7 separate regions of the Mus musculus genome follow, and all the other regions are linked to region 3. A link is a contact called in public HiCAR-type, HiChIP or PLAC-seq and promoter capture Hi-C data. All regions are on one chromosome and are shown on one strand. The core of a region is the stretch at or near the end of the contact, and the rest is flanking DNA. Distances in the headings are between cores, read along the strand shown. Region 1 holds the start of Fam126b (family with sequence similarity 126, member B). Region 2 holds the start of Tmem237 (transmembrane protein 237). Region 3 holds the start of Nbeal1 (neurobeachin like 1). Region 4 holds the start of Cflar (CASP8 and FADD-like apoptosis regulator). Region 5 holds the start of Nif3l1 (Ngg1 interacting factor 3-like 1 (S. pombe)). Region 6 holds the start of Bzw1 (basic leucine zipper and W2 domains 1). Region 7 holds the start of Trak2 (trafficking protein, kinesin binding 2).

Region 1 (2,868 bases), core at 228-2,727, 1.6 Mb before region 3:
ATGTATGTTTATGTTATGTATATGTATAAATATTTATGTATAAATGATCAATAGTAGAAAAAGATTACATCTTAGAAAGTTTTTCTAACATGTAGTTAAATAACAAGCCCAGAAAGACAATATACTTCCTGGATACATTTGTCCTCATCGTCTAACTTGACGGCAGCATCTCAGGCCTCTTACATTTTAATAATTTATAGTGCTACTTTTTAAAGATATTTTTCCAATGAGTTATAAAAGTGCCCTTCCACAATATTCGCCGACAGGGATTTGTTTAGGACTGTATTTCACCATTCAAACCGTGGATTTAAAAGACTTTTCAAAACAAAATAGTTTTAAATTTGTACATAAATTTTATCTATGTCCATGACATTCAACGAACTTATTTTTTTAAGCCTAAGGCATAACTCACAACTAGCTTCCTAGACTTAACAAGGGAAATCACTTAAAAGTTGACACTCCTCTGCTAAGATTCCCAACTTATTTTCACAGTCCTTAACACTGGGGGCGAGTTGTCTACCAATTTACTGTTCATTTTCTAATCTACATTTATCTTCGTCTATAGATTTAAAAGGCTCTCCACTTTTCTGAAGGTTAAAGCCGCAAAGCAAATTCCTGTACTACAAAACACGAATCTGACAACATTCCTCTAAAGCTAACATCGTGTTGTCTCGCAACCAAAGTCCATATTTGGGATAAGCGCTTCGTGACTACTCTTGCCTTCACGCTGTCCTCCTCCTACAGACCCTGCCTCGGTAGAGAGAACGCTGGAGCCAACAAGAACAAAGTGCTCAGATACATCAATGGGTTGCAGAGCTCTTCTTCTACCAGGGTCAGTCGAGTTACTTGGAAAAATAACTGCCATGGGTTACATAATGTACAACCACCAATTTCTAGAGCTGACCACCAATAAATATCTTTCTTCTCCGCACCTCTCCCCATCCCAGCAAACGGCCCTAAGAACACCTAGGATTTCACGCAGGTGTCTGCAATACCACGTCCTTCTCTTACCTGAGGCTTCTTGCAAGACATCCCTTCAGCCCTCACTACCTGTGTCTTGCTCCCGCCTCCTTCCCGCCTCAGCCCGCGCCACCGACACCCTAACGCCCTTGCTAGGGCCCCAAGTTGCCCCACAACACTCATCCCCAAGCCGCCTCGGCAGACGCCTTCTCCTCACGACCCTCCCGAGCTTGCTCCCAGGTCTGCAGGGCTTCGGATCCAACAGTCCTGCTGCCTTCCCACTTCACCTTCGTCAGCTCCCGACTACGGCGTCCGAAGCCGGAGGAGAAATTCCTCTTCACCCGGCACCGTGCGCCCCCCCCCCCGCAACCCCCCCAAGACAGCACCGCCGCCTACCTGTCACCCCGCAGCCTCAGGCTTCCTACCGCCACCGCCACCGCCACCGCCTCCCGCAGCAGCCTGCCAACTGCAGCATAACAACCAGCCTTCTCATTGAGTGGGCCCACGCGCTTAATAACAACCGCTCTCATTGGCTGCGCTATGACTTTGGCCCGCCTCTCGGTGCTCCGCCTAAAGATTCCGTCCTGGAGCAAGACAAACACGGCTTTATCGTCCTTCTCCTCAATATCTTCTACCTCAAGCAGACTCCAGCTGCAAAGTGTGGGAAATAATCTCTACTTCCAGGCTCCTTCATGTCATCTCTACGTTGTCTGGGAGCCTTGCGCCAGTACCGGAACGTTTACCATCTCCCCCATTTTCCTGTCGTAAGAAACTAGAGGAAACAACGTCCGTTTCCGGTTGTCTCCGGCTGTAAGGTTGAATATTGAGTGTCCCGGGAGGTCAGATTGCTGTCAGGTAATTTAGGGAGCTGGTGGGAGACTTCTGGATTACGCATAATCTAAACTTTATCCAGGGAATGCAGAAGTGGAGAGGGCTGAAGGGATCCGATAAGACCGGGAGAAGATCCGGGATCTAGCTAGGGAGCGCCGCTGCAAGGTTCTTGCTGGGCTGTGTTGAGGCGGATGAAGGATGTCTTGAGAATTACGATGGTTGTTAAATCCCAGAGATGTTTTAAACCGCCGCTACCAGATGCAATGTACTCCTCGCCTCCTGGCTTTTTGGGTTGTATTTGAATAGGGTAAAGAACAGCTCAGACCCGAAAATACTTAAAACTAGAAGAAATAATTGCAACGGTTGCTTCACAAGCTTGTATTTTAAGTACGGTTTCCCAAATATAAGTGTTTACGACACAGTGCTTAAGTGAAAAAGAGCAAGTCACAAAATCAAGACTACTGCATAATCCTAGGATTAAGGATTGGATACTAAAGTAATAGCAGTTCATTTGTATTTTCCCATATTTTAATGGTCATCTCAGTTTTTAAATGAGGGAAATTTGAGATACACCCTTGAAAATCCCTGATAAACTGTAAAATTATATGTAATGGATGTAACATTCTTCTTCCTTAGGGAAAGCAAGTCAACATTTCCCCAGTGCTAGATAGAACAAGCCATCGTTAGTGAAGGTTGATCATCACCAAACTTTTGAGTTCACTTCTGACATAGGCAGATAGCATTTAAATTTTCCATAATTATGTGTTCATTCATGGTTGAATCCTTTTTTTTTTCTGTTCTTAAACGGACAGTTCTAAAGGTGAAATAATTTCCTGTTGTTGAGCCCTCAGTGCAGTAGAACTCGCTCATTCTGTGGAAGAGGAGAGAACCAGTTGGATTAGGTTGCCCTCTGACCTCTGCATGAACATCCACACACACACACACACCACACATGACTTTAAAGAAATACTCTTAAAAATAGGAGCCCAGCATGATGCACAGGCTTGTACTCCTGGCAGTTGGGAGACAGAGACAGAAGGAGTAAGAGTTCAAAGTTTCCCTGGCTACATACCAAGT
Region 2 (3,163 bases), core at 79-2,578, 1.1 Mb before region 3:
AATAAATAACCATATATAAGGAATGAAGAGTGATGTTTTACTTAGGGAAAGCCTCTTTGATGTTATCTGAGCTGAGCCCTTCCTGACAAAGGTGCCAAATTTACAGGGAATGAGGAGCACATGTTAAGGCTTTCAAGAAAGACAGGGCATGAAGGGCTCCAGGTAAAGAGCAGCCAGGCAGAAACCAGTGACACAGGACAGAAGGCAGACGTCAGATTAACTATGACCTCGCAGACTAGCAGAAGGAATACGGATTTAGTTCTATTAACTAGGAAGCCAACTAAGGTTTTATGCCACAGAGTAACATGCTTTTTTTTTAAGTTACTTTAAATAGAAATAGGTAACATATTTTAGAACAGGAAGTATTTGGGGCTGGTGTAGTTTACCCTGTTCTTACTTAAGAAAAGTCCTGCTTGCAAGCTCAGGAAGCATTAGTTAAGCATTCTGAAAATTTTCAAAATAGATGGCTTAGCCATTAAGAGCAGTTACTGCTCATGCAGCAGACCTGGGTTTAGTTCCCAGCACCCACAAAGCACCAGTAATTCCAGTTCCAGGGAAATGGACAGCCTCTTCAGGTTTCTGTGAGCAACAGGCACACAAGTGGTTCATATATTGGCAAAACACTCAAAACAAATACATTTTTTTTTTTTGGTTTTTTTGAGACGGGGTTTCTCTGTATAGCCCTGGCTGTCCTGGAACTCACTCTATAGACCAGGCTGGCCTTGAACTCAGAAATCCACCTGCCTCTGCCTTCCAAGTGCTGGGATTAAAGGCGTGCGCCACCACTGTCCGGCTACAAATACACCTTTAAAAGAATTGATCTCTAAGAGCAGTGCCTAGACGTCGATTTATTAGCTCGGGTATTTCATGCTGCTTATGGAAGGCACTGATTCCAAAGGCTCACATTTTAGATATTCTTGCTTGTCCCATTTCGCAATCCATGGTTGTATTCACTCAAACAAATTCGTGAGAATGCTACAAAATTAGGACACTGACGATGTCCTAATGGAATCCAGCAGTCAAAATGACAACTGGAATAGAATGGTGGTCCTACAAAAGCACTACTATTCTCAAGATGCTATGAAAGTGGGACCCAGTCCTCTTGGTATTTCAAAAGTCCCGCAAAAATGAACCATCTCACCCATCTAGAAACCGCACCTCTAAGCCCCTCAAAAGAAGAACCGCTGAACAGGCGGAGACTAAATTCCCAACAGCTCAAAAGTACCTGAGGCTCGCTAACCACCTGCTTCTTCCCCATCACGTCTCCAGGGACCGCAGCAGAGCTCAGGGCACCACAGCCGCCCGCCCCGCCCCGGTCCGGCCCGCCCCGCCCCTCCTGCCCAGGCGCGCAGGCGCAGAGCGTCATCGGGCTGCGCCTCATGGCTGCTGGGCCCGGAGCGTCCCCACCCGTCCCACGGGAGGTATTGGGGCTACCGGAGCCGAACCCAATCTGACCCCTTCGAACTAGGAAAACCTCAGCGTCGGCCGGCGTCCCCAGGAGCGGAGGGGGTTCACCCACAGTTTCCCGGGAGGTCATCGTGGTTTGCGTGGGGGTGGGCACGGCGGGACCAGACTCGTATTCAAACTCCCCACCGGAACATCCTCCTCTCTGACCGAGAGCCGCCCGGAGGCGTCGCCATGGCAACGCTGACTAGGGCGCCCGGATGTTGGGTGGACCTGATCGCCTTTTGCGGGGCCCGCCCTGATGTACAGCCCCGGTCCGCCCCCGCCGCACCCCTCGGGCAGTGCTGTCCCCAGATTCCCGGCTCGGCGGTGGTCACTGCTGGTTAGGACACCTCCACTTCGCCACACTCCGGGCCAGGCGCCCCTCGTCGCTCACCGCTTGGTCCTCCTCCAGCGGAGGCCCTGAGTCGTCCCTCATGATGCTTTCCCGCGGGCCTCCCTAGGCGCAACCGCCGGAGCCCGAGGCCGGCTTCCCGCGACGCCCGGCCTCCGGGGACTTGTGGGAGGAGGCGGCTTTGCGGAGCCTGGAGAGGCCGGCGTCCCCCACCTGGTTCCCGTCTGCCAGGGTGCTGCCTGGAGGGAGATCTGTATGACTGAAACAGCGAGGATCTCTTTCACTGGCCTGCCCAGTTTCCTAGATTCCCTGTAGGCCTAGGAGTATAATCTGAATGTTCAGTTCTGATAGTTCCTTCAGTGGGAACAGTTATAGTTTAAAATAGGTAGAATGGAGGGAAGTGTGGATATAAAGAAGATGAACAGACATGGGTGCAGTGGAGCTTCGGATCTAGGGAGACCAAGACTGTATCAACATCCTCGTTTTGGAGCTCATATACAGGCTCCAGGACTAGTCCACTTTGCTGATTTGGAAATAACAGTGTCATAGGTTTCCTTATTAGATAAATGTGTACTTGTTAACCGCTCTTAGCTTAGTTAGTCAACTAGGCACTTTTGTAAAATATAAACAGAAATAAGAAAATATTTTACAAAGTAAAATACAGTTTGTCATTAAGTAGACTGGTTTATTTAGAAGAGTTACATCTTACAAAACACCATATGAAATCTATAAAATGCTCACATTCAGTGACAACATTGTCACATACCTGCCATTAGCTCATATGGGGAAACATCGGGAAAATGCCTGAGAGCCAAATGAGTAGCTCTGTATATGTATAGGATGCTATTTATAGCTATACAATAAGGACTTCATAGTCGCAGTTCTAATGGGTCAAACACTGCTGTTTTCAATGGCAGCCGTTATTCCGGATCTTTAGGGCACACTATGAAGCTTCCAGCTTTAAGCAGGACACTAGATTAAGATTCAGTGTCAGGGGAAACCCATGCCTCTGGCACCCACTGCAGTTCTTCCTGAGCCTTCTGTATGGCGGACAACAGCTGGCCACATGCATCTTGCAAGTTGTCATTCACAATCACGTGATCAAAAAACTGGCCAAACTGACTCTCCATTTTCTGGGCTAACTCCTCCATCTCTTGTAGGTCTTCATCCTTCAGGAGTGATTGAAAAATATGTATGAATGGCACAGGCAATAAGACCAGGTGTTCTGCTGGCAAACTCGTGAGGGTATTTATAAAAACAATTATGTCAATTACACATCCTCTATATTCTATCTGTGCCCTCCCTCCAAATTCTGGATTTCTGAGACAGAGTCCTGCTGTATAAACCAGGCTGGCTTTATATTTG
Region 3 (3,166 bases), core at 182-2,681:
ACTTGTAGATTAATCTAATAAGCGAGAATAGATAAGGGCTGGAAGATGGCTCAGTGGTTAAGAGCATTTGCAGCACACAAGACAATGTTCCCAGCACCCATGTCAGGAGCCCCCACCCCCACCCAGACCTCCAGCTCCCAGGGATAAGATATCTTCTGGCCTCAGAGGGTATACAAACATATGTGGCACAAGGACGCACACAGGGCATGTGGGGGCATTAGTATATTTTAAAAATAAAGGTCACATAGTGAACCCCCATGATGGCATTAGTAGCTTTACATTTATTTATCTATTGTGCATGTGTATATGCCAGAGGATAATTTTCATGAGTAGGTTCTTGCTTTCCATTTAGTGAGCTAGGGTCTCTTGTTTGTGGCCAGGGCTCGCTGGCCCTCCAGTCTCCATCTTGCATTTCAGGAGGTCTGGCTTGCACAGCAAGTCATCTCCCTCCCTTTCCTTTCTTCTTCTTTTCTTTTGTGGCAAGGTCTCATGCGGCACAGGTTGGTCCCAGACTTGCTAGGTAGCCCATGTCAGCGCTGAACTCCTGATCTCTCTCCCTCCATCTCCTAAGTGCTAGATCACAGACCTGTTTCTTCAGGGTGGCTTCGATTATTTCTGAAGCTTAGTGATTACATATAGAAGTTCATTTTATTACTTTGTTTCCTTGTGTGTGCTTGTTAGGAATCAAACACAGGGCATCTCAGATGCTAAGCTGCTCTAAAACTGATTTTTTTATATGTTTGTAAAATTTCACAATAGTTTCTTAAATGTTTAGATTTAAAAGGTTAATCTTACGCTTTTCTCCTCTCTTAAAACAATAGCAACAACAACAACCTTAAGAAAGTGTGTGCAGCTAATAAGACTGCCTTTTGCTTCTTTTTCTGAAAGACGGAACTCATTCCGTACAGCAGTCTCCTTGGAACAGACACAGAATGGCAGTGACAGTACAAAGGCAACGACGCCAGAACAGGTAAAGATTTCTTTTCTTCTTTTTTCGCTTTTGAGCTCTGTCCCAGGACCAATCCCATTTCTACAAAGAAATCAAATCGAGATCCCTTCGAGACGCCCTAGGGTCGCCGGTCCTCAGCTGATTCGCAGAGGCGCCGCCAGGCGAGGAAAGTTCCGTCCGCCCCACCTAGCAGGGGCGGGGAGCGACGTCAGCACGTCGGCCCTCACGTCCAGCTGGGTGACTACTGACCGGAATGCCCAGGCTGGCTCCGACCGCTTTCAGAGCCTGAGCGAGGGCACTGCGGCTGCGCAGGCATGCCGGGGGAGGGGCTTCGGGGCTGAGCGGCCCTCGAGGAGCGGCTGCCGGAGGGCCGGGTAAATCCCCAGAGGCCGGAATGATTAGCCCAGGGGCTGCTCCGCCCCTGGCTCCTCCCACCCCGCGTCGGCGCTACCCCGCCTCCGCCTCCGCCTCCCGCCCGGCTTCGGGGTGACACGGGGCTTCGCCGCGGGCAGGGCGGAGGGCAGCAAGTTAGCCCGCGGCGGGGTGGCGCCGGCGGGCCTGTGAGCGTGGTGAGGGGACGCCGAGGTCGGGCGGAGGCTGCCGCGGGGCGGGAAGGCCCGGGGGAATGCGGCGCAGGGCTGCAGCCTGAGGGGCGGCGGCGGCGGGCGAGGGGGCGCGGCCGGCCCGGGCGGGTCTGGCTGCGGCCGGTTGGCGTGGGTCCCGGGTCTGGGTCCCAGAGCGCTCCGGGCCGCGCTTCTGAAGTTGATTGGCACGCCTGACGTTTGTCTCTCTTGTTCGTAACGGGGACGCAGGGAGGAAATGGAAAGGTCCCCGGACTGCTGCGAGGCGGGGTCTGGGGTCGTCCCACGGGAGGTGGTCCTTGCCACGGTGTGTGAGCCCCTTTCTTCTTGGGTGGAGAGGTGGAAGCCAGGTAGGCAGGATGACTTTCGCTGTGTGGATGGTTAAAACAAACAAACCAGGAATTCCTCGGGCCCTCCCCCCACGCCCTGCCCTGCAACGCAGCAAACATTCCCAGCAACTTTTAAGAAGCTGGCGAGAAATCTCGGATATTTGTTGTGTTTGATCTGTGCTCCTGGTTAAAGGAAGGCGTGAGTAGGGAGCCGTCTTCCTTCCCATCTACCGCAGTTTTGGTTGTGAATCTGCCTGGAAGGTTTTAGTATTTTATGTTGATCATTAGTCGTGGTGTGCCAAACAGGAGTTTCTGGAATATCTAATCACATTAAAAATTTATCCCTTTGAATGGGGTGATCAAGGCAGACGGATATCTGGATTTTTTTTTTTCAAATGTGGCTTAAAAAAACTTAGGATATTTTTGTATTTCACAGACCTATTTACGAGACCAGCTACCCCTGATGAAGAAGTGTTGGAGTAGTTGCTGAAATTGACCCTTATTGACCTGAGACAGTCTTATTTGTTCTACGAATTTTTTTTTTTGTTTTTTTTTTGTTTATTCCACTGCTTTGAGCTTTACTGTAACGGCTGATAAACTTGGAAAATAAAGTAATATGATATGGTCTTGAACCGTCTTTTTGAGGAAATATTAAAGTACCAGAGTGGAAAGCCAGAATGGCAGCCAGAGAGAGGCTCTTTGAACTTTGGATGCTTTATTGTACAAAGGTAATTTGCTTTCCTTTTATTTCTGTACTTAAAATTACTTGATTATAAAATTTTGTATCCAGCATTATGACCTTATTGTGTAGTGTGTTTGTGCATATTGATAATCCTGAACTGGCAGGTGTGGTGGTGCATACCTTTAGTCCCAGAACAGAGTCCTAGAACAATGCCGGGCCAGGTGGTGTTATGTGAGTTTGAGTCTATCCTAGTGGACGTAAGACATTTCCAGGACAGCCAGGGCTGCAATTCTCAAAACAGAACCCCAAACAACTCCCCCATCCTGAATTTAAAAAACATGCAAGAGAAATAAATAAATTTTAAAAAACATGTAAGAGATCTTGAATTTCCCATATTTATTTTTCAGTTTTGAGTACATTGACAATATTGGCCTGCTATTAAAAACTTACAAATATTTCTTTGATATATCTTCAGTGATCTCAAAATTATATAGGTAGATTGTACCTATAAAAGAAAAATAAAACTCTTATTGTTTGTAGGATATGTGGGGGGGCCACATGGGTGCCTTGGTACTTTTTTAGAGGTCAGGGGACAATTGTGTGGATTTGGTTGTCCCTCTCCACA
Region 4 (3,300 bases), core at 356-2,855, 1.5 Mb before region 3:
GTTCTAGCCCGGCAAGGAGGTCGCTACGAGTCCGGCGCCGGCGCTGGCGCACAGGGGATGGCGGGCGGAGCCCGGGAGGGCGCGGAGGACTGTAGCTCCTTTACTGGCTTTGCTGGCTGGGTAAGAACCAGGGCTCAGGGCGACCACAGGTGGCAACAACTCCCAGTTCAAGGAGGCCTGGTGTGTTCAGGGGATGGGATCTTCAGGGAAGTGACCCTTAATGACCCTAAGGCACCCCGGAGCTGTAGTGACTGCATTGAGGACTGGAGGGAGCACCCATAAACCCCCAAGGGGGAGCATTCCTGTGTTCCTGTCGGAAAACTAAAGATTAACTTTGCTGGCCGAGCCACAATTAGTCAAGCACAAAACATCTAGAGAATTACTCATTTCCTGGAGTTGAACTGTCCAGTTTCCAGCTTTCCTTTCGAAAAGTTGGTTCTCTCTCTCTCTCTCTCTCTCTCTCTCTCTCTCTCTCTCTCTCTCCCTCCCTCTCTCTCTCTCTCTCTCTCTCTCTCTCTCTTTTGGTGGACAAGTTCGCTGGAAGTAAATTCAAGGAGTCTAATTAAATCCTCCGGGTTCAGGTAACCTTCGAAAAAAAATTTTTTAACAGTAAAAGGGGTGGGGCCAGAAGGGAGTGTCATATGTCAGGCCTTGACCAATAGGGATGATCTAAAATTTAAAACCTAAGAAGAGATTTTAGATAAAAGGTCGACCTCCTAGTTTACAAAAGGTTCTGAACAAAGCAGAAAGCTCAGCTCTCTGGTATCACAAACAAGCTTGGTTTGTAAGCAAATTATTTTTTTATTTTATTTTTTGGTATTCTGAGACAGGACTCTATTCTCTATACAGCCCTGGCTCTCCTTAAACTCACTGTGTAGCCCAGGCTGCCCTAGACTGTGCAGAGATCCACCTGTGTCTGCCTCCTGATTGGATTACTAGGATTAGAGAGTATGTCGCTATTAGTCACTGTTCCTGGGAGTCCACCAGAGATAACCACGTAGCCAAAGTTCATAGCCTATTGAAAGTCTTTATTCCAACCAGCTGGGATGACACTTAGGTACTGTGTGTATTCAGTGACCAATGTCCAGAGCACAGGGTTTCTGAAGGCAGAGACCTCACTTGGCAGCTGGAGCGGGGGGGGGGAGTGGGGGGGGGGTGGGGGGTGGGGGGCGGGGTGGGGCGCGGAGGTGGAGGCTTTGGGTAAGCAAGCGATTTGACCGCTAAAATCTTCTCTCAGCAGCCGACCCCACCCCCGCCCGCCCCCAAAGCTGGGCGTACACCACCACACTCAGCTTCAATGGATTTTTCCAGAAGTTTTATGTTGTACATTGTTTTTGATGACATTTAATTCTTTAGCAAGTCACCACTTGCTAACCTAGTTTCCCAAGCTGCGAGAAACCCGGGTGGGGGGTGGGTGGGTGGGAAGTGGGGTGTTTCCTTCCTTCAGAGAAGTAGCATGGGGGGCGGGATTTGGGGTATGTGCGGTCTTTGGGGTTTTCTTTCTTTTTTTTTTTTTTTTTTTTTTTTTTGAGCCTTGACTGGTCAGTTTCGCCCCTAGAGGCGGAAGTTGGCTTCCTCTCTGGCTTCCTGTAACTTTCCTCCGCCCTCTTGTTAGGATTGTGGAATTCAGCAATGGCCTCGATTCAGTTTTGGTGAAATGGCGGCCATTCTCATCTTCTCGGAGCCCTTCTCTTTGCTCACACTCGCGATTCTGCCCCCGCAAGAGTACTCTGGGGACGTCCTTATCGCTGGGAGAGAGCGGTCGCATCTCATTCCTGAACCTGTTGGGCTCGCTGGGCGCGTCACCTGGCTAGCAGCTTGGGCCAGCTCCGCAGGCTAACTTTCCTGGACGCCTACTGAAGAGTCTGCTCCTCTCTGTGTTCTTTCCAGTGTCTCGTTCGATCCAGTTTTCTGGTGGTCTCCAGCGAAGACAGGCGACAAAGCCGTTGTTGAGTGGGATGGGCCGGCGACCGCCCGGTGTGAGTAATCCCAGAACCCCTCCTATTCTTGCAGTTCCCAAAGGGACTTGGGAAGTTGGAGAGCTGACTCCTGATTAATGTAGGAAAGTGTTCGTTTCCTATCTTCCACTCTTGGTTCCTTCTGTGCTTTTTGGGGATCCACTCACAGCACCTCCAGACTTGTGGCACATTCAAATCCAAGTCTTTCTTGAAGAGAGCCAAAGACTTATTAAATTAAACTTGTTACTGGACTCAAATGCCTCCTTGTTAATTTAGTGTGTGACTCTGGATGGCGTGAAATTTCGAACAAGGTACTTGGGTGTTTTTTGTTTGTTTCTATAATCCCAGCGTAGAGGCTGCCTGGACAAAGCTCAAGGACAGCTTATCCTGGCAAGAAGCCTGCTGGCCAAGAGTGAGGCAGTGAGGGTTTGGCCCAGGGCCTTCCTATACTCAAAGCATTATTTCTCTTAAATCTCAGAAACAAGAAGCACTACCTGTGTTATGACGCCCTAGCTGACCTTCACCTCTGGGAAGACTTGACACCCCACCTGGGGCAGCTGTCTTGCTCCTTACTAAGGATTTTACTTCTTATTTTGCATTGCATTTTAATATCCAAAACCTTTCAGGCAAGTTATAATATAAATAAAATATACCTGCAAAGTAAATACAGACACTGCCCCCACCTCCCACGAGTCCATTCCCTAGCGACAGCCAGAGGTGGCTGGTTCTAGTCACATACATTGGTGTACTCAAATACAGTCTTTTGGTTGCCTTTAAAAAAATTGGGAATCTTCCCTTGGCCCCAGCCATCCAGCTCCTTTTCGTATTCTTTCTCCAAACAGTCTTTCAGAACAGATGTTTGTGGTGTTGTTTTTCTGTTTCCATCCTAGTTTCCCCTCCTTCCCCATCTTGTGCAGTGGCCACTTGGATTTGTTTCATTGGCTCTTTTTTTTTCTTTCTTTCTCCTCCCTCTTCAATTCTTAGCTTTGGGGAACAATTTCTTCCTTTGTGTCACTATTGAAAGAAAAAGACTGTGTGTGTGTGTGTGTCTGTCTGTCTGTGTGCCCTTGTCTTTCTAGGTAAAATTGAACTCTTTCTGCTCTTTGTACCTTATTCTATATTTATGCTCATTCGATGATCTGTACTCATAGCCACTTTTTCTTTGTCCATTTAATGCCAGAAAACAACAACAACAACAACAACAACAAAGACAACAACAACAAATCTTAGCTTCATTATTTTCCTCTTTCTGGGGTTTCTTTGGTTGAACACATTGAAAGAATTAAGTTCTGCCAACTCGGTATCAGATTTACCACTTATTCGAGACTGTGTTCTGCATTGA
Region 5 (2,892 bases), core at 257-2,756, 1.7 Mb before region 3:
GGGGGCCCTGTGCTCCATCCAATAGCTGACTGTGAGCATCTACTTATGTGTTTGCTAGGCCCCGGCCTAGTCTCACAAGAGACAGCTATATCAGGGTCCTTTCAGCAAAATCTTGCTAGTGTATGCATGTGCCTGTCTTCTTACAACAGTGTCCCGCAGTGAGTGGGCCAGGGTGGAGGTGAGTGGGGTGCTTCAGTGGACACAGGAGCTACACTCCCTGCTATTCTACCTGTGCTGCTCATCTCTGCGGGGAAAGGGCACACTGTTTGCTCGTTTATTTCCTTTTGTGTCTTTTAATGAAAGGTCTGAGACTGCGACGGCCTATAGAGGCTGGGAGCAAGGTTACCTCCTGAGTGCTGGGACCACACCAGCAGGGTAACGTTGTAATGATCATGTCCACTTGTTTATTCTACTTTGTTCCCTCTATACTGGTACACACAGTCTCTCCCTCGCCACATCCCCTCCCTTCCCCTCTCCTTCCTTATCCTAGGAACGCACTCTGCCACTGAGCTACACACTCACTATCCTGTCTGACTTCCTCCAAAAAAATATTCATTAAAAATTAAAAAACAGCCAGTCGTGGAGGCACATGCCTTTAATCCTAGCACTTGGGAGGCAGAGACAGGCGGATTTCTGAGTTTGAGGCCAGCCTGGTCTACAGAGTGAGTTCCACGACAGCAAGGGCTACACAGAGAAACCCTGTCTCAAAAAACCAAAACACACACACACACACACACACACACACACACACACAAATTAAAAACCATGTAATGGGCGGCTGAGAGGGCAGGCTTGGCAGGTACCAGGACTTGTTGCTTTTGCAGCAGGGCCTGTTCAGTTCCCAGCACCCACATCTGCTTGTGTCTCCAGCTCCAGGGAACCCAAAGGGGTTAGAAACAAGCAACCAACCACCCAGTTAGAATAATTCTATGATACATACTCACCATTTTCCTTCTTGATGGTTCTAGGAAGCACTGTTTAATTTTTCAAATCTCCTACAAGAGAGAGGAATTAGTTCACTTTACCCTATCAAGTTCCCACCATACTTGTTCATCTTTATGGTAGATTTACAACGAAAAGCTTAGACTAGCATCCTCTAAATGAAAATCCTATCATAAAAGTGTTGATCCTACCCAATGCAACAAGCCACCCCAGTGCGCACTTACTTTACTCATTTTCTTCAAGGCTTTCTGCAAGGGAGGCATAGCCCCACCTCCAGGTCTAGTGCTCTAGATAGGCACTTGGAGCTCCCTTTACCCGGGACACCTACTTTACTTAAGACGTCTGTACAATACATTTCTATACTTCACACTTTTGTTTTGTTTTTTCCCAAACGCCACATCTTGCTAACTTATCAATCGTATTTAAAAGTCCCAGGAATACCATCTCCAGCCCGAGAGTTCACCACGAGGATCCCAAGAAATAAATTTGCACCAACGTGGGGCGCAGCAGGCGTTTGAGTGCACGGAGAAAAGGATAAAAGCCTTTCCCCCACACTCACCCACTGCGCTCAGCACCACTGCTGCGGGAACGGAAAAGCCTCAACTACAAGGGCCGGCATGCCTGCGGGTTCCAAAGGCGTGTCTGTGCGCCACAGAAGTGAAGCCCGGAGCCCTCCGCAGGGGACGCCCTACTCTCCCGTCAGTCTCTCCTCATCACACCGACTAGGACTCGGAGGACCACGCACCTCACCCCTCGGCCCCTGAGAGCTCTACCCACAACCTCACTAAGAAGCAGAACCCGCTGTCGCCCAGCAACTTCATACAGCGGCCTGGAGTGGGAAGCAGAACGCACAGGACCAATTCCGCCCAACTTCACACAGCGGCCTGGAGTCGGAAGCAGAACGCACAGGACAACTTCCGCCCAACTTCACACAGCGGCCTGGAGTCGGAAGCAGAACGCACAGGACCACTTCTGCCCAACTCTTTCCACAAAGCCAGGAGCTTCAGAGCAGAGCGGAAGTGATACACTGAAAGAGCTTCTGCGACTGGTGAGTTGTGAACCACTGAAGGGCTCGCGGGGGCTGTCTGTTCTTCTCGCTGGAGGTGCACATCGGGCTGGCTGTGGTGACTGCAGAGGGCCGGGGGAACATGAATATAGAAGGAGAGGTTGCAGATGAAAACTGCCTTGCTGCAGGAGGGGTGAGGGTGCTGACTCCAGGAATAAAGGCTATGCCACGCGGCCCTTGATTATTCTGGAAAAGGTCTTGAGCCATGCGTAAATGAAAGAAAAACCACACGCAAGTGCAAAGAGAGCTCTCGTGTAATTGAAAAATAGCAAGTGGCTGTTCAGAGGGCTAAAGATCATGTAGATTGACAATGGATATTCCCATCTCTCCATTGTACGGCAGCTCCAGCCCATTCAAATAATGCTTTAAATGTGTCTGTACTGTGAGCACATTGTCCGAGAAAAACACCGGGACGTGGTCGTGTCATCTCACAATAGAAGTTTATTGTATAACAAGAAAGCCACAAGTTACATCAGTCTCGTTGGTAGCTTGTTACAGGATGTTTGGTCACACTGTGAACCCCCGAGATTGTGTTATTTACCGATGGTGGGTGGGAGGAACCTTTCTAGTTGTGGTGTGCCCTTAGCACACATCTTTAATCTCAAACAATGAAGGTAAAATTAGTTTGTAGAAGGAAGCATCCATGTTTGAAAGTGATGTCTAATTGAATGGCAGACAAAGTGAGGAATCAGAGAAAGATTTGACAGAATAGGATATGCCCAGCTCTCTCCAGAACAGGGAGAAAAGATGGGCTACTTAAGGGGTAGTGCAGAGAGAGACTGGGGGCAGTTTTTACTGGGACAGTTATATATAGAGAGGATGCAGATAGAGAAAACAAGCTATGCATAAGTGAAGACAGACTGAGCCAAAGAACAAGAAGCAGC
Region 6 (3,228 bases), core at 690-3,189, 1.8 Mb before region 3:
GTATGGCTTGTATGGCTAGTTACCTTGCTCCACAGACCCTTCCTTCATTTCCCATGTGCTGATTACAGGTGGGCTGCCATAAACACTTAGCTTTTATGTGGTATTTGAGAATTAGAACTTGAGTCCTCATACTGTGTTGCAAACATTTTACATAGAGTCATCTCCCAAGCCGAGTTTTAAGGTCCTGACTCCTTATTGGATGTGATAAAGCCACCAATGGTATAAGAAGGTGGAAAGCAGTGTTCCTGTGGTTTTTCATGAAAACCCAGGAACTCAGACACTGATGAGAAGGGCCTGAGTTACATTTAGAAAGATCACCCTGGAAATGTAAAGAAAGACACAGTGCAACAAGGAAGGCTCATTTAGTCACGGGAACAGAAATCCCAATTAACTGGGCTTGGTGACTGATGTCTCTAATGCCAGTACCTGGAAAGCTGATACAGGAGGATTGCCAGGTCAAGGCCAGCCTGGGCTACTTAGCAAGACCCTGTCTCAAAAATACAAAGGCAGGGTGTAAATCAGGACTGTACTGGAGAGGAGACCGAATTGGGAAATGTGGCCAATGCGGAGGGAAGCTTTATGAGTAACGGGTTTGGCTATTCACCGTTTTTTGTGTCTCTAGCTCAGCTCAGTGTGTGACCTGGCAGTTTATTATATTGGTGGACCAGGCCGCTGGGGGGCCGTTCACTGGCAAGTTAACTGACCTATATGCCTTCTTTTCCCAACAAGACTAACAAGTGTCAAAGTCATAGGGCAGTTTCAAGGACTCAACGCAGTTAAGTGCTTAGGAGAATGTCTGCTACACACATACTACACAAACATGGCTTTTTAATTAGTGAAATACTGTACCCTTAACACATCAGAAACAAACATAACGTGGGGGACGTGGTAGTCTATCATGCAGAGTATGAAATAAGACTTCCAAGAGAAATGCCAACGGACTCAGGGTTAGAGGATAAAGGTAGGGGAACTTAGAGCCCTGATTCCCATCATTTCCCACTATGCTCCACGGCCTGGCCTTCCTAGGTCCCACCAAAGTTCAGTCCTATGGGCCACCAGTACCTCCAAGAAGTTAGGCTGTTGCTGCTAGGCTATTTTCCCACCGCTGCTCCTTCAGCGCTCCGACCTACCAACTTGAACGGAAAAGAATTGACAGCCAAGATCCAACAAACAGCGGCTTAAAGCCTTAGAGGCAAATCCGAAACTCCAAATACAGTATATGTTAAATGCCAGTGAACAGAAGTGCCTTCCATGTACGAGTAAGAAAGATTAAAGGTTTGAGTACAGGGACGGTGGATGTCAGAAATACCCCTGGCTCTCCTAGAATTCACTCTGTAGACCAGGCTGGCCTCGATCTGGAACACGCGAGAGAGAGAGAGAGAGAGAGAGAGAGAGAGAGAGAGAGAGCGAGAGCGAGAGCGAGAAGTTGGTACATGGAAAGGGATTTTAAGGACAAATCCCGGTGTTTGGGGGATGGCGGATGAAAAGGGCACAAACCGGATGCGGGCAGTTTTATCTGTTGTCCCGGAGAATACACCTTCTGAAGGTCCTTATCTCGGGAGACTTTGTGATAAAGGCACATTCTTGAGTCCTGCACCAGAAGCAATTATAAACCCTGCGGGTGGGGGCCTCGCAATCTGGTTTTAACAAATTCCCAGTCCACCGCAGTCAGGGGACGAGCACCCCTTGCAAGGCGTGGTGACAGGCCGAGGTCAGACTTGCCCTCAGCACACCGCATCGCAGAGCAGGGAGGCCGGGCTGCAGTCCTCACCCAGGCAGAACCCTACAGACGCCCCGGCCTCTGCGCCCGCCGCCCAGCATTCCCCCTACCCCCGGGCTCCAGCTTCCGGAGGAGGGGTCTGGGCTGGACCGGGACGGACTGGTCCAACTCGCGGCCGTTGAGGGGCCGCTTCCCACTCCCATCCCCGCCCGGAGAGGGGGAGGCCGGCCGCTGCGGCGGAGGAAGGGGGACGGGCTACCCTGGTACAAGAGTCAGGGCAGCCTGGGGCTTTAGGGTGGGACAGAGACGCCTACCACCGCGGTGTTAGCCGGTGCCCCCGAGCTGCAACCCCGCGGCCTTCGGCAGGGGGGAGTGCGAACTGGCGCAGGGTAGAAATCTCGCGATAGCAGGCCTCCGGGGCGGGGGTGGCGCCTCTTCCTCCCCTCCTGCTCGCGTTAGTTCCGGTCGCAGAGGAGACAGCGCCGCAGTTGCCGCCAGCTCGGGGATTTCTGGCTCTTTTCTCTTCGCCTTAAATTCGGTGAGGCGAGCGCGGCGCAGCGCCGGGGAAGAGCGGCGCGCCGTGGCCCGGAGGAGGAGGAGGGTGGCGGCGCGGTTCGGAGGGGCCGGCGGGACCCGGGGCCTGGATCCGTGGCCCGGGCCGCCGCTCTGGAGGGCGGGCGAGGCCGCGGGGCGCCGGGGTGGCGGCGCGCCCCCGTGTGCGCCCCGGCCGGCCTGGGTAACAAAGCCGCCGCGGCCTCTGTTGGGTGATGTACGCGTGGGGAGTTCGGCGGGCGGGGCGCAGCCGCCGCCACCACCGCCGCGGCCGCCGCCTCCGCCGCTGCTTTCGCGGGAGGGCGGGCGGATGTACGGGGCGGCGGGGGCCCCGGCGCGCAGCGCCTCGGCGCCTGTGGTCCGCTCGGCGCGGCGGCCACCACCGCAGGCGACAGGGTCGGTGGAGAAGGGCCTGCGGCGCTCCGGGGCCCGCCGCCCGAGCCCCGAGAGGCGGGAGGCACGGGAAAGGGTGTGGATGTGGAGACACGTGCCCGGGGAGGAGGAGGCGGCTGGGGCTGTAGCGTTTGCGGCCAGCTCTCAGTTTTGCATCTTGGAAGGGTGCAAGCGGGCTCTGCGGCTCTCGGCGCCACTTTGGAATGAGGGCAGCGCTGATGCGGTTCAGGGCCTTTGACAGATAGCTCGTGACCGCGACAGTCCTCTAAGTTCGGGTTACTTAGAAAAAGTGGGAGATGCAAAGAACGGTGTAGGAGAGACTGAGTAGTTAGGTTTGTGGTAGGCCATTTGCCACCAGACAGGGTGATAGTAAAATGCTTTATCAAGGTGTAGTTCCAGCACTTACATCAAGGGGTTCCTGGAGAGGGAAACTTACCTGCACCCTCTCTATTGCCTGTTAACTGAAAGCGTCTTGGGCTTGCTTTAATTGTAATTTTGATTTAAGGTTTGATACTTGGTTTAAGAAGTTAATATTACTGGCACGGGTGTTTTTAAGGCCTTCT
Region 7 (3,230 bases), core at 95-2,594, 1.2 Mb before region 3:
CATTCTTTTAACCTGGTTCATAACTTTGAGGCAAAGCAGGTATGGGTGTAAATCTCGACTTGATACAGAAAGTCTCCAGTGCAACTAGTGAGCAATGTGCGTGGTTAGGTGAACCGTGTACATCATCACATCAGTAAAAATGGGTATGGGTAAGAGCACTGTCTTTCACATAGGTATGTATGTGCTGGTTAAACATCTGAGGCTTGCCAGATACTACCTAATTTTAAAAATAGAAAGCTGGAGAGTGGCCGAGATGATAAAGTGCCTTTAATTTTGCCCTTTCCCACCACCAAATGTCCTTCACAATTCGTTTTCAAGTGTCACCACCATTAATATGCTATTTGGAGCTCACTGTAGCTCAGACTTTTAACAGGACAGCAAAGATTTGAAAGGTCACAAACATTTTTACTAAGGTAGAGCAAGAACTCTGAGTCTAGCTCATTTTGTTCAGTGGTCCTTACATAAGCTAAGTGAATTTCCAGCGAAATATTACCATCTTTCCTGATGCAGAAAAAGATGCATAAGCAGGTAATTGACTTCACTGCCATAATTGTGATTTAAAAAAAAAAAAAAGTGTCTGGGACTCAGAAGTGCTGGCACTGGAAAACACAACTGCCAATATTCATTCTTTTTGCTTCAACCAAAAGTCTTTCTGTCTGTCTGTCTTCCTTATTTCTTTTAAAAAGACATGTGGCGTTTGGTTCCAAATCAATTACAAATAAAAGCCCAATAAAGAAAGAGCTCTTTCTAGTGTCCTTTCCTCCCATTTGCATCACAGATGGCCACCGAGAGCTTAAGGTTTAACGTCCAGACACTAAAGCCACTCATCCTAAAACGACAGAGCTCCAGATGGACTCTGTCTGGCAAAGGATGGGAAGCTGCCAATCTTCAGAGGTGCAGATAGGGTGAATCCCGGAGGCTACCGCCCAGTTCCCATCAGTTTGCACCCACACTTGGGAAACATCCCTTTCCCATCTCGGGGCGGAATCCTTCCGTGAGTGACCTCTGGGGACCAGAGGGACGCGGGACAGGAAGGCTTCTCTGCCTTTGAGAGAAGTTGACAAGGGCAAGTTCGAATCGCACGCGGGAGCTTACTCACGGGAATGGCCCGGCGTCCTCGCTCTTCCGCCCACACTCGCTCAGGAAGAAGCCCCTAATGCGCGGCAGCCTGAGAGCAGCATCTGAAGCAGCCGCCGCCGCCACCGAGCTAACCCCCCCGGGCGTGGCAGGAACTGGCAGGCGCTCTCACATCATCACCGGGCGACCTTGGAGCTGCAGTGACGCCGGTTCAATGGCAGCCCCCACCCAGCTAGGGAAGCTAAAAAGGAGACCCACTCTCCCAACAGGCTTTGCGGCCCTAGCGCAAAGCCTTCTGGGAACTGTAGTTTGCTTTCCGTCCCGCCTACAGCTCGAGGGCCCCGCCTCCTCACTCCAGAGCTAGAAGCTGGAGGCGCGGTGGGGCGGAGCGGCGGGCCCCGACCCCGCTGGGGTGGGGCGAATCCCGTCCCGGCCGGTTGCCCCGGGCTAGGGCAGAAGTCCAGGCCGACCGGCCTTCTCCAGGCCGTGCTGCACTTCTGTGCCTTGAGGCTCACCCTGGAAGCCGGCCTAGTGTTTTCGCCTCGCCCCTTCGCGAGGCAGGTCCCGGGGCTCGCGCGTGTCGCCTCCCCTCAGCGCCCGCTGTCTGGAGAGTCGCTGGCCTTGGTCACCGCCTAGGTAATGAGGGGAGGCAGGCCAGCACGGGATGGTGTGGGGACCCGGGGAGCGACAGGGAACGCAGGTCGGTAGGTGCACAGCGGAAGGCTACAAGGCCAGTCCTCGCCTCCGCTCCTTACCGGAGTTGACACGGCCGGCCGAGCAGCCGCTGGAGTCTGCGGGACGCCGGCTCCCGCTCTCTGTCTCTGTGCCAGCGCACGGGGGGGCCGGGGCTCCCGGGTGCCCAGCAGCGGTGCCAGGTGCAGGAACCCAGCTACCGCCGCCCCGCTCCCCCAGCTCTTACCTTTGGTAGCGCACACAGGCCTGGCGACTTCCCAAGCTGAAGACACTCTGGCCCCAGACCTGTCTGCTCAGAGACGTCGAAGGGACCTTTTTCCAAATTAAATGTCCAGGCTTCGTTTTGTCTTCAGTGTTTACATTTGATGTCTTGTTTTCCCCTCGTGGGTTTGTTATGTCAAATACCTTTCCTCCAAACTTGATCATGATTTGTGACAGCACCTGCATAGCACAGTGCTTGGCACTCCGTAAATATTTGTTGAAACCATGAGTCATGATACTAAGTTTGGAAAATTGGATTAAGCTGTGTGCTTCGCTATGATCTTTGTTAAGGTTTTATGAGATTTCAAGATCACCTTGAGAATTACTGTAATTTTGAAGCCTAACAAAGAGTATTGGTAGGTTTTTTGTTTTTGTCGGCATTTCCTGTAACAGTAGACCATTGAATACCTCGATTAACGCAAAACCCAAGTCTTGTAAATACATAGCCCCTCTGGTGTCCATTTAAAGTGTTAACCTTTCAAATGAAAGGCCTGGGTATGACTTCTATATTATGCAACAAATTAGATTATTTATAAAGCTTTATTGTGGTTAGCTTTTTAGGTACAATTGCAAGGGACTACACTGAAGTACTCATCATTATGTTTAGGAATACAGGTTTCTTAAATATATATATATATATATATATATACATATACATATATATATATACACATATATATATACATACACACACACACATATATATATACATATATATGCACACATTTATGAGTAAATACATACACACATATTTTAAAGATGGGGTCTCACTATGTTGGTATCCCTAGATGGCTTAGAACTCACAAAGATCAGCCTGCGTCTGCCTCTGCCTCCTGAATGCTGGAATTAAAGGCATGTTCCACCAAGCCTCAGCAAGCTTCTTTATTTTTTTACTTTATAATTTACTTTTAAGGATTTATAATCTTAGCATAGTAGCAAAAACTAACAGCAGATCTTTCATTCAACTCCTTTGCCATGTGCAGCTGCTGCCCTGACCTCAAAATGTCTTGAAAAATTATCTGTTAATAGTGTGGTATGCTGAAGGTAAAACTTCTGAGATTAAACCACCCCACTGGTAGTAACAGTTCTAGAAGACTGTGACCTGACTTTTTTCAAATTGTTTTGTTGTTTAAAACAACAAACCCAATAACAACGTGCTGTAAAGCAGATACAGAATCATGGTAACCACAAATTAATCA

The links. Promoter capture Hi-C pulls out the DNA fragments that hold promoters and counts their contacts. HiCAR-type assays count read pairs that join an accessible place to other places. HiChIP or PLAC-seq counts read pairs in DNA pulled down with a chosen protein or histone mark.
Region 1: a promoter capture Hi-C map of pre-B cells shows a contact between it and region 3, with 4 times the contacts expected there. The contact joins the promoter of Fam126b here to the promoter of Nbeal1 in region 3. A contact is called at or near these places in 2 of 39 promoter capture datasets (liver and pre-B cells) and 1 of 115 datasets of contacts at active chromatin or transcription factors (astrocytes).
Region 2: a contact with region 3 is called in a HiCAR-type map of astrocytes, with 4 times the contacts expected there. The contact joins the promoter of Tmem237 here to the promoter of Nbeal1 in region 3. A contact is called at or near these places in 1 of 39 promoter capture datasets (liver), 1 of 484 Hi-C or Micro-C datasets (olfactory sensory neurons) and 1 of 115 datasets of contacts at active chromatin or transcription factors (astrocytes).
Region 4: a contact with region 3 is called in a promoter capture Hi-C map of pre-B cells, with 3 times the contacts expected there. The contact joins the promoter of Cflar here to the promoter of Nbeal1 in region 3. A contact is called at or near these places in 2 of 39 promoter capture datasets (liver and pre-B cells).
Region 5: a promoter capture Hi-C map of liver shows a contact between it and region 3, with 4 times the contacts expected there. The contact joins the promoter of Nif3l1 here to the promoter of Nbeal1 in region 3. A contact is called at or near these places in 3 of 39 promoter capture datasets (the HPC-7 cell line and liver) and 1 of 115 datasets of contacts at active chromatin or transcription factors (astrocytes).
Region 6: a contact with region 3 is called in a promoter capture Hi-C map of pre-B cells, with 3 times the contacts expected there. The contact joins the promoter of Bzw1 here to the promoter of Nbeal1 in region 3. A contact is called at or near these places in 2 of 39 promoter capture datasets (liver and pre-B cells) and 1 of 115 datasets of contacts at active chromatin or transcription factors (astrocytes).
Region 7: an H3K27ac HiChIP or PLAC-seq map of microglia shows a contact between it and region 3, with 6 times the contacts expected there. The contact joins the promoter of Trak2 here to the promoter of Nbeal1 in region 3. A contact is called at or near these places in 3 of 39 promoter capture datasets (embryonic stem cells and liver), 1 of 115 datasets of contacts at active chromatin or transcription factors (microglia) and 1 of 9 other capture datasets (adipose tissue).

What each region holds. Positions count from the first base shown.
Region 1 is chr1:58,584,856-58,587,723 of GRCm38.p6, forward strand. It overlaps Fam126b (family with sequence similarity 126, member B), which reads right to left and starts at 1,478. Exons shown (of 13, transcript NM_001310598.1): 1 at 1,357-1,478. It overlaps Ndufb3 (NADH:ubiquinone oxidoreductase subunit B3), which reads left to right and starts at 1,542. Exons shown (of 3, transcript NM_025597.3): 1 at 1,542-1,815.
Region 2 is chr1:59,118,478-59,121,640 of GRCm38.p6, forward strand. Tmem237 (transmembrane protein 237) reads right to left here and starts at 1,329. Exons shown (of 13, transcript NM_001037812.3): 1 at 1,226-1,329. The coding sequence starts at 1,258. Mpp4 (membrane protein, palmitoylated 4 (MAGUK p55 subfamily member 4)) reads right to left here. Exons shown (of 22, transcript NM_145143.3): 22 at 2,458-2,967. The coding sequence ends at 2,776.
Region 3 is chr1:60,179,168-60,182,333 of GRCm38.p6, forward strand. It overlaps Nbeal1 (neurobeachin like 1), which reads left to right and starts at 1,432. Exons shown (of 55, transcript NM_173444.2): 1 at 1,432-1,518; 2 at 2,296-2,587. The coding sequence starts at 2,537.
Region 4 is chr1:58,711,681-58,714,980 of GRCm38.p6, forward strand. It overlaps Cflar (CASP8 and FADD-like apoptosis regulator), which reads left to right and starts at 1,606. Exons shown (of 10, transcript NM_207653.6): 1 at 1,606-1,979.
Region 5 is chr1:58,443,645-58,446,536 of GRCm38.p6, forward strand. It overlaps Nif3l1 (Ngg1 interacting factor 3-like 1 (S. pombe)), which reads left to right and starts at 1,507. Exons shown (of 7, transcript NM_022988.3): 1 at 1,507-1,990. Ppil3 (peptidylprolyl isomerase (cyclophilin)-like 3) reads right to left here and starts at 1,842. Exons shown (of 7, transcript NM_001285827.1): 1 at 1,502-1,842; 2 at 945-995. The coding sequence starts at 947.
Region 6 is chr1:58,390,959-58,394,186 of GRCm38.p6, forward strand. It overlaps Bzw1 (basic leucine zipper and W2 domains 1), which reads left to right and starts at 1,940. Exons shown (of 12, transcript NM_025824.4): 1 at 1,940-2,258. It overlaps Gm39644 (a long non-coding RNA gene), which reads right to left and starts at 1,585. Exons shown (of 3, transcript XR_003947828.1): 1 at 1,498-1,585.
Region 7 is chr1:58,972,138-58,975,367 of GRCm38.p6, forward strand. Trak2 (trafficking protein, kinesin binding 2) reads right to left here and starts at 1,345. Exons shown (of 16, transcript NM_172406.3): 1 at 1,100-1,345. It overlaps Stradb (STE20-related kinase adaptor beta), which reads left to right and starts at 1,385. Exons shown (of 12, transcript NM_172656.6): 1 at 1,385-1,713.